2 separate regions of the Mus musculus genome follow, and region 2 is linked to region 1. A link is a contact called in public Micro-C data. All regions are on one chromosome and are shown on one strand. The core of a region is the stretch at or near the end of the contact, and the rest is flanking DNA. Distances in the headings are between cores, read along the strand shown.

Region 1 (3,868 bases), core at 647-3,146:
TAGGGTAGACTGTGGTGACAGCAGTTAGATACCTAAATCCAGGGGGGCTGAGTTGACATCCTGTTCTCAAGTACACCAGACACTGTCCTCATTCTGTCCCTAGTCTCTTTTCTCTCCTTCTTGGGAATCACCTCAAGTCAAAGTCACCCTAGCCCAGGGTCTGTTTCTCAAGGAGCCACCAGCCCAAAACAGCCTTCAGCAGTTAGCACAATGCCTCCTCTGTGGTTTGCAGTAATTGTATTGTTGGGGAGGGGGAGGGCAGCAATTGGAATGTAAAAAAAAATATTAATTATTAATTAAAGAAAGAATTGACACATAATTAAGAATTGACGCATGTGAGGAATGGAGTTTTACATGATATCAATCTCTTCATCCAACATAAAGATGTTACGGGAAAGCAATGAGAGCGCAGTTGGTTTTTACCTTTTTTACGGATGCACCCACAAGCATCAAAATGGGGTGGGGGGTGTGTCTGTCACCGTTCGCTTTTAAAAAGCAAATCTCAATTATCTTATAAGGTATAATTTCATCAAGAAAATCAAGTGGCGGATTAAACCTCTGTCACTTGTTGATCCTTTTGAATTAAGTATGAGACTTCAAAAATTCCCTTCCAAGTTCAGGAGAAGCCCAGCAGGCTCGTTTTCAGATAAAGGCTAGTGGCGGCATAGGATAGTGGCAAGTGAATGGTTAACACTGAGATTTATGAATGGAAGGCCTCATGAGGACTCCTGCCTGAAAACAAGCTGGTCTTGTGTTTGGTCTGGAAGACATAAAAGTACTGGGTCACATATGTCCTGGGAGATGATCGCAAACGTCATCTTTGGCCGGTTCTGGGGCCACCAGAGAGCCTTAAACCAGAGGAGTGGGAGAGTCACTTATTTCTTTGGTCTTTAAAGCACCACTAAGCAGCCAAAGACAGTGTAAAGGTCCCCCAGGGAAAGCAATGTAAGAGCTCTTGTTGAGCACTAACCTACTTGCATGTATCACAACACAAATTGGGATCTTAGTTTAACCAGCATGGCCCGCAGTTAGCTTGGTAAATAACCTACAGGTGCCCTAATGGCTGTACTCTGAGCAAGATGAAGAACGGCTTTTAAAAATAAAATAAAATAAAATAAAATAAAATAAAATGAAATAAAATCTTGAATTTGAGTTTTAATTTAATCATTAATAGCGTTTGTGTTCACTTAATAAAATAGTCGTCTCAGACCCCAAACGGCAAATTAAAATGTTTCAAGACACTCTCCATTTGCACCAGCTGCAGAAATCCTCGGTTCTGCCCAATCCATGGTTCCATGCAACTGCTGTCTTCCTAGCTCCGGGCCGCACTGGCGGCGACACCACGCAGTGGAGCGGCAGAAGCGCATCCTGCTTCTCAGGCGCGGGGCTCGGGCACAGAGGCTTGTGTGTCCCTTGAAAGCAGCAGATCAAGCGGCCCTGGGCGCTGGCGGCTCTGGCTTCTTCCTGGTCGGCGCTCGCAAGCCAGCCGCCACCGCCACCGCCCGGGACACTACCGCCCCGTGCCTGGCGCGCTCCAACTACTCGCCGTCCGTGACCCGGGACAAACTTCTGGCTGGGGCGCGGTCCCTGTCCCCGAGGCCAGCGTGGGAAACCCGAGGCGCTGCGGAGGCGAGCTAGGGTCGAGGGTGGCGCCCCGGGAGGTTGCTCCTGCCCGCCGGGTCCCGCCCGCATCTTGCTGGTGGCCGCCCCACAGAGCCCGCAGGCGCCGCGCAGGCCGAGCTGGCCCGGGGCCGGGGACACGGGCGCTCGCGCCCTCTAGCGGGCCGCGGCGGCTCCGGCCCGGCCGTGACGTGGGCTCCTTCCAGCCGGCCTGCGGGGCATCGCCAGTCAGTCGCGGAGCAGGAGCCCCGCGCGCAGCCTGCGCGGGCTCGGCCATCGGCGCGCCACTGCCGGAGGTGGCTGGGGCTGTGGGAGAGGCGGCGGGCTACAAGCGCGCGATCACAGCCACGGCCACGGCCACGGCGCCGCGGGCGGCTCGGTCCCGATTAGGGGTAGCGCTTAGGCGGGCTCATCACCGGATCCCAGCGAGGATTTGGGCTCCGCGGGCGCGCCCTCCGCTCTCTCTCCCCGTGGCGCCAGACTCTAAGCGGGGGCCAGCGGGAGGGCAGGAGGATCCAGGACGCCGTCCCCACGCCCGGGAGCCGCGGGACTTCGGACTTGTGCAACTGTTGTCACTTTGGGGTCTGGTGTTTCGCTGCTGTCGCGTCTACCCTGGCAGCCTGCAGCTTAGGCTCGGGTCTCCCTTGGCTTCCCGAGGCTACCGGCCGCCGCCGCCCCGAGGCGGCCCGGCGCGTACTCAGCACCATGAGGACACTTGGGACTTGCCTGGTGACTTTAGCTGGACTTTTGCTAACTGCGGCCGGAGAAACATTTTCAGGTAAGCGAGACACCACTACCGTTCCCGGGGCGCCTGGGACGTAGGCGACACCCGGGTGGGAGAAGTCCGAGGCGAGCTTCAGGGCCGGGCAGGGGCAGGGAAGACCCGGCATCGCGTAGCGGGTGAGCCGGGCTGGCGGATGGCCGGAGGAAAACAGCTGTGGAGCCACGGAGCCCGTACAGTACACGCAGGAGCCCGCAGGACAAGCACGGGCGCAGAAACAGGGACCTCCATCTCGGCCCCTGTACCCTCAGGGCCTGGACTTGTGCATGGGGGCTCAGTGTTCTTGGGCGGCCTGGGCAGGAAGGGCAGAAAACTTTGCCTAAAGTTCCCAGCTGTAGCCGCCGGGAGTAGGCGCTGAGCGGGCCTCTCGACCCTGGAGGCAGCCGCGGTGGACTGCCAGTGCTCAGCTGAGCTTGCGGCGAGCGTCAAACCTAGAGGTGTAGCTGGCGACCACCCCAAACTTGACATCCCTGCCGCCCCCTGCCCGGCGCGGTGGGCGACCTCAGCGGGTCCCCTCTGTGGCGCGGCTTCGCTGTGCCAGCGTTCCCTTTCTGCACCGCGGGAGGTTTCTGAGATCCTAGAGGAATCTGCTGCTCCCCAAGCCCTCGCCACTGTGGCTGAGCGCCCAGATTCCATCCTCGGCCTCCCTAAAGGTGTGCAGCCCGGGTCCGGACAACTTGCTAACCCAGCTCAGCTGCGCGGGGGTCCTAGCTGAAAGGAGGGGGCACGTACTGGCTGTGTGCATCAAGCCAACCGGAGGCTGTGCTCACCCAGGCTTCGCGAGCCTTGAGGAGCTCTTGGTGTAGACAGAGGGATCTGGACCAGAGTCAGGGGTCAGGAGCAAAACCGAAGGTGGGTGGCACAGAGTAGCAGGGCTTCTGGTATCTTCTGTCCCAGGAGGACGCACGTGGATGCTTGGCAAACGCTGACAACACGCGCACACTGCCTCGTGTTTATTAGTTTCACGAATGTCCACACACAATGGTGGCAGTGGAGTGTTACCTTTCTCTTTTAATAAAAAGGGCCGCATTTAACCTTGAACAAGAATTGCAAAATGGGGTTTTATGTGTTTTCGGGAAGGCTGAATAAATTTGTTTTAAAAAAGAATATTGGTGAAAGGAACTTTCATGAAAGTAAGGAGTACCATTTACAGACATTAAAGCCACATAGACCTCTGGCCAGTGGAAGCATCAGGTTTGCCTTTCTGGGCATCCTGGGATGCTAGTCCTTTGTATTCATAGGCACGGAATAGGCACATAGGTTACATCAGGCTTGGTGCTGAGCAGCAAGACCCTTGCGCATAGTTGGTGGTAGAGAGGGAGAGGAGCTGCTACTCAGCTGTGCAATGTGTTGAACGAAACCCAAACTGACAACTTCGGTAGAGAAACGCGCTTCCTCTAGCTTACTTACTTTCTCCCTAACAGTGTGGCCATCTCACTGCAGATGAGGTGTTGATGCAGGCACTCA
Region 2 (3,868 bases), core at 940-3,439, 1.5 Mb before region 1:
CAATTACCTAGGTAAAGCAGTCCTCATAATGATGATTTATAGGAAGGCATTTCCACAAAGAAAAGCTGTTTTCTCCATCCTTTCTCAGGAGGTCATTTTAGGGGTGGGGGTGAGGGGTGGGGTGAGAGAGAGGAGGCAGCAACCATGGCTTAGCTCTGGGGAGCTCTTTGGGTTGTTGACTATACAGTTTAAGCAGGAATAAGAACTGATGCCCATATGTGGTTATCTATCAAATGTTAAAAGTCCAGTCCTGCTGGGTCTTCAGAGTGCATTCTCTATGTTCCCTTCTATAACAGAGATGCTAAAAATTAAGGGCATTATGTTGCTCTTAAAGATGACCATCACAGGCCTTTGGACACACACACACACACACACACACACACACACTTTGCAAGGCAGTCCATGTAGTAGAATAGATTTGAAAATGTAAGTTATTTGGGTAGAATTTCGCTTTTAATTGGTGCTTAAGTGAGGAGCTATGACCCTTGATTCCTTCTGGTATATCAATCTGGTTATGATCTTTTCTCCACATGGGCAAGCAAATGGCAGTCAGGTTTTTTATTGTTTGCAAAGAACAATATCTCTTTGGAACTTGGTTGGAATTCAGTAAAGAAATCCTAAATGTTTTAGGGAGGTGTCAACAGTGAGACCACATCTGCAAACCTTTAAAATCTGGTTTTTAAAAGGTCCTCTACCAGTAAGTATAAACACCAAATATACCGGAGAAGTATATTTGGAGATACAGGAGAGTACGTACAAATACACAGGAGAGTAAGTATAAACACCAAATATACTCGCCCCACATGTTTATACTTATTGTATGTCGCAACATAAAATTTGCTGCTTTAGTTGAACTGTAGGCTCCAGGTCTTTAATAGTCTTGAAGTCTAGATTGGCTTCAAGAGACTTTAAGGTCTAGGCATTTTAGAAACAAAGCCAGCTTCAGCAGCCAGGGTGGCTCTCTGAAGAGAGATGCCCCCCGGGAGCTGGATGTCATGAAAGAGGCACCTTTCTGCATTCCTCTTCTGCAAGCCAGCTTTACATCCAGCAGAATATAAGAAAAGTTGGAATAGATTTTAACAAGGTTTACAGAAGATGTTTAAAATTAGTTTAATAGCTTCTAATTATTCCCTAGTTTATTATTCTTCCAGCTCTCTTGAAAGACGAACTCCTTTTCAGCATATCACGATCTGACACAGAATACTGACAGAGGTCAGGTGACACAGAAAAGCCCCCCCCCCCCAAGCTTTCCTTAGACCAAAGGAAGGAAAACAAACTTAGCAGTGGATCTGTCTGCCTTTGCAACTGGCTGCCTGGCGCGAGTCCTGCCTTGGTTAAGGAATGGAGGATGGGGAAATCAAATGAGGGATGTCTAAAAATACAACTGCTTCCAAGAGAGAGAATCAAGTTCTCTGCTCATGATGGATAGAACCCAGCATCAAAGACTTAGGGCCCCAGATTGTGAGCGATGCTGTGCCCTGCACCCAACCCAGGTCCTCGACCCCCGGCCCCTGGCCCTCAGGGCCGCGAGTCTCTTGCCCTTGCTTTGGTCTAGTCACATGAGTGCAGCAGCTACGAGTCCGCCTCAAGTGAAGTGAAGGCAATCCCCAACTCGCCTTTTCTGGGCAGCGCAGTCCTGGTAGCACGCCCAGGAGAACACCTGACTCAGAACACCGGCCAAGGGGCCTGGGCTCGGGGACAGGAGGGCTAGTGAAGGGCGCTCGGAGGCCGGGGATTGACAGAAATGCTCAAAATGGAGGCACTCTAAGCAAACAATAATCGCTCACTTACCCAGGGAGACCGGGGCAGCTCGGGAGACACAAAGAACCATGGAGAAACTTTTCAGCCCGAGCCGACGGCGGAGCGCAGGGACAGCGCCCCGGAGCCCCGGGAGCGAGAGCGGCTGGACAGCCCGGTGGGGACGAACCTGCGCCAGGGGCTCGCAGTCCCCTCAGGCGCGGTGGCGGAAGCCATTTCCAAGAGTTTCCAAGAAGTGTCAGGTCCTCCGCATCCCGCGCGCCGCCTGGAGCCCTTCTTCCCTCGGGCGCGCCTTCCCTGTTGCCACGGTCCCCTCCCGCTGCGCACACTGCCGACCCTGCGGCCGCGCGCTCTCCAGCCCTGCGCCTCTTTTGTGTGGCTGCGGCGCGCCGGGCTCCGCCGGGTGGAGTTGAGCCCGCGGCGGCTGCTCCGGGCGGCCGGACTGGCGGCTGTTGCTAAGAGACCGGAGCCATGACACAGGGAAATTGCGGCAGGATGGCAGTAGGTACCCGGCCCGGCTTGGCTCTCAGGGGGGCACCCGCCCCCCGCCCCGCCCCCTCTACCCCCAGCCCCTCCCCCGCCTCCTCTCCAGCCTGCCGTCCGTCCCTTCGACAGCGACTTGTCCCCCTTCCCAAGAGGGGCACCAGGGGAGGCGACACCTGCACCGCGTGCTTGAACCAGGTCGGGGCGCGATCGTGTAAGGCAAGGTTCTGAACGCAGCTGAAACGCCTTCAGCCTCAGCTGACAGCTTGGTTCTCTTTCCCCAACTACCTGTCTGAGCACCTAACCCAAGAGGATCCAGAGAAACGCCAGCCCCTCCCAGGGAGTTCCCCATCAGGATCTGAGTGATGCTGTCCCTGAAGACAGGGATTATTCTTCAGGTCTCTGGTCCCTCAGGCTCCCATCCTCTCTGCTCTCCCTTTTTCTTATTACAGTGCACACAGCCTCGCCCCCTACCCCACCTACACTTGAGAGTTTGCAGCGTGGATGCCCCAAGAACACAGTAAGTGCCCCCCCCCCCCCAACGAACCAAGCCAGGACGGGCCGGAGCGGAGCGGAGCGGGCTCACAAACTAGGTGCTCTCACCACCGGACTCACATAAACCTCTGTCAAATGCTATCACACTTGAGCAGAACTGGGCTGTGTAACTGGCCTTAAGGGACCTCAAGGGCTCCCTGGAATATGGGCCTTTGAGTCTCTTCTGAGGTTAGAATGGGCTGAAAGATGCTTAGGCAGGCCCTACAGTTCCCTCCCTCTACCCTCTGGGGTAACCCAAGCCTTCAAAAAGAAACACGTTCTTAGGGAATGGCAATCAGGGTTAGCTTCAAAGAGGAGAAATGGGGGTAGGGAGGTTACTCAAACTCTCTATGTCATTTGAAAAGCAGAGAAGAACACACACACACACACACACACACACACACACACACACACACACGAGGGAGAGAGAAATCCTATTTTTTATCTTCATATTTTCATTCTCTCTCAAGCACATAGTAGAAATGACAGGGAAAAGAATTTTCAAATGGAATTTCCCCACTGAGTGTTAAGAAAGTTAGACAGGTTTCAATTAGTTATTAAAATGACGTGGCTAGGATTCAGGCAGAGAGGAAGAGAAAGGCAGATAAAATCAAGGCTCCCGAAAATTAGGCATCCAGGCAAGGGTCTTGTAATGGCGACTGTGGTGGGTGCTGCTTACTGTTCAAGAATTTAGCAGGATGACTCTGGTACCCACAGATCTAGCCACAAGGTTTTTCTAAAGGCACACAGTATCTTGAGCATATATCAAACAAGAGAACATTAGAGAAGCCAAGCATACATGATAATTAATGAGGTGGGGATAGAGGTGGTTGGGCGATGGAAGGGGACAGAGAGTATGTGAATCCTAAAGGTGGCCATCACCTGCATGTTTGAAAGGTGGCCTCTGATTGAAGTTTCAACCTGAACTCCTTCCCCTTATCTTAGCTCAGCTGTCAAATGTTAGAAAACAAAAGGCTGCAGAGGAAACCCTTCCCGCCCCACAATGGAACGTCTCCTTTTACGGAAATCATTGCAAAGGAAAAGTAACCCAACTCCTTCAGTGGTTTGTTAAAACCCTTTTGGCTCAGAATCC

The links. A called contact is a pair of places that touch in the nucleus more often than the background predicts.
Region 2: a Micro-C map of embryonic stem cells shows a contact between it and region 1, with 6 times the contacts expected there. The contact joins the promoter of Tmem200c here to the promoter of Ptprm in region 1. A contact is called at or near these places in 6 of 39 promoter capture datasets (the 3T3-L1 cell line, embryonic stem cells, liver and 1 more), 3 of 484 Hi-C or Micro-C datasets (all in embryonic stem cells) and 2 of 115 datasets of contacts at active chromatin or transcription factors (astrocytes and embryonic stem cells).

Annotation. Positions count from the first base shown.
Region 1 is chr17:67,352,487-67,356,354 of GRCm38.p6, reverse strand. It overlaps Ptprm (protein tyrosine phosphatase, receptor type, M), which reads left to right and starts at 1,896. Exons shown (of 31, transcript NM_008984.2): 1 at 1,896-2,398. The coding sequence starts at 2,326.
Region 2 is chr17:68,835,457-68,839,324 of GRCm38.p6, reverse strand. Tmem200c (transmembrane protein 200C) reads right to left here and starts at 2,189. Exons shown (of 2, transcript NM_001206661.1): 1 at 1,792-2,189.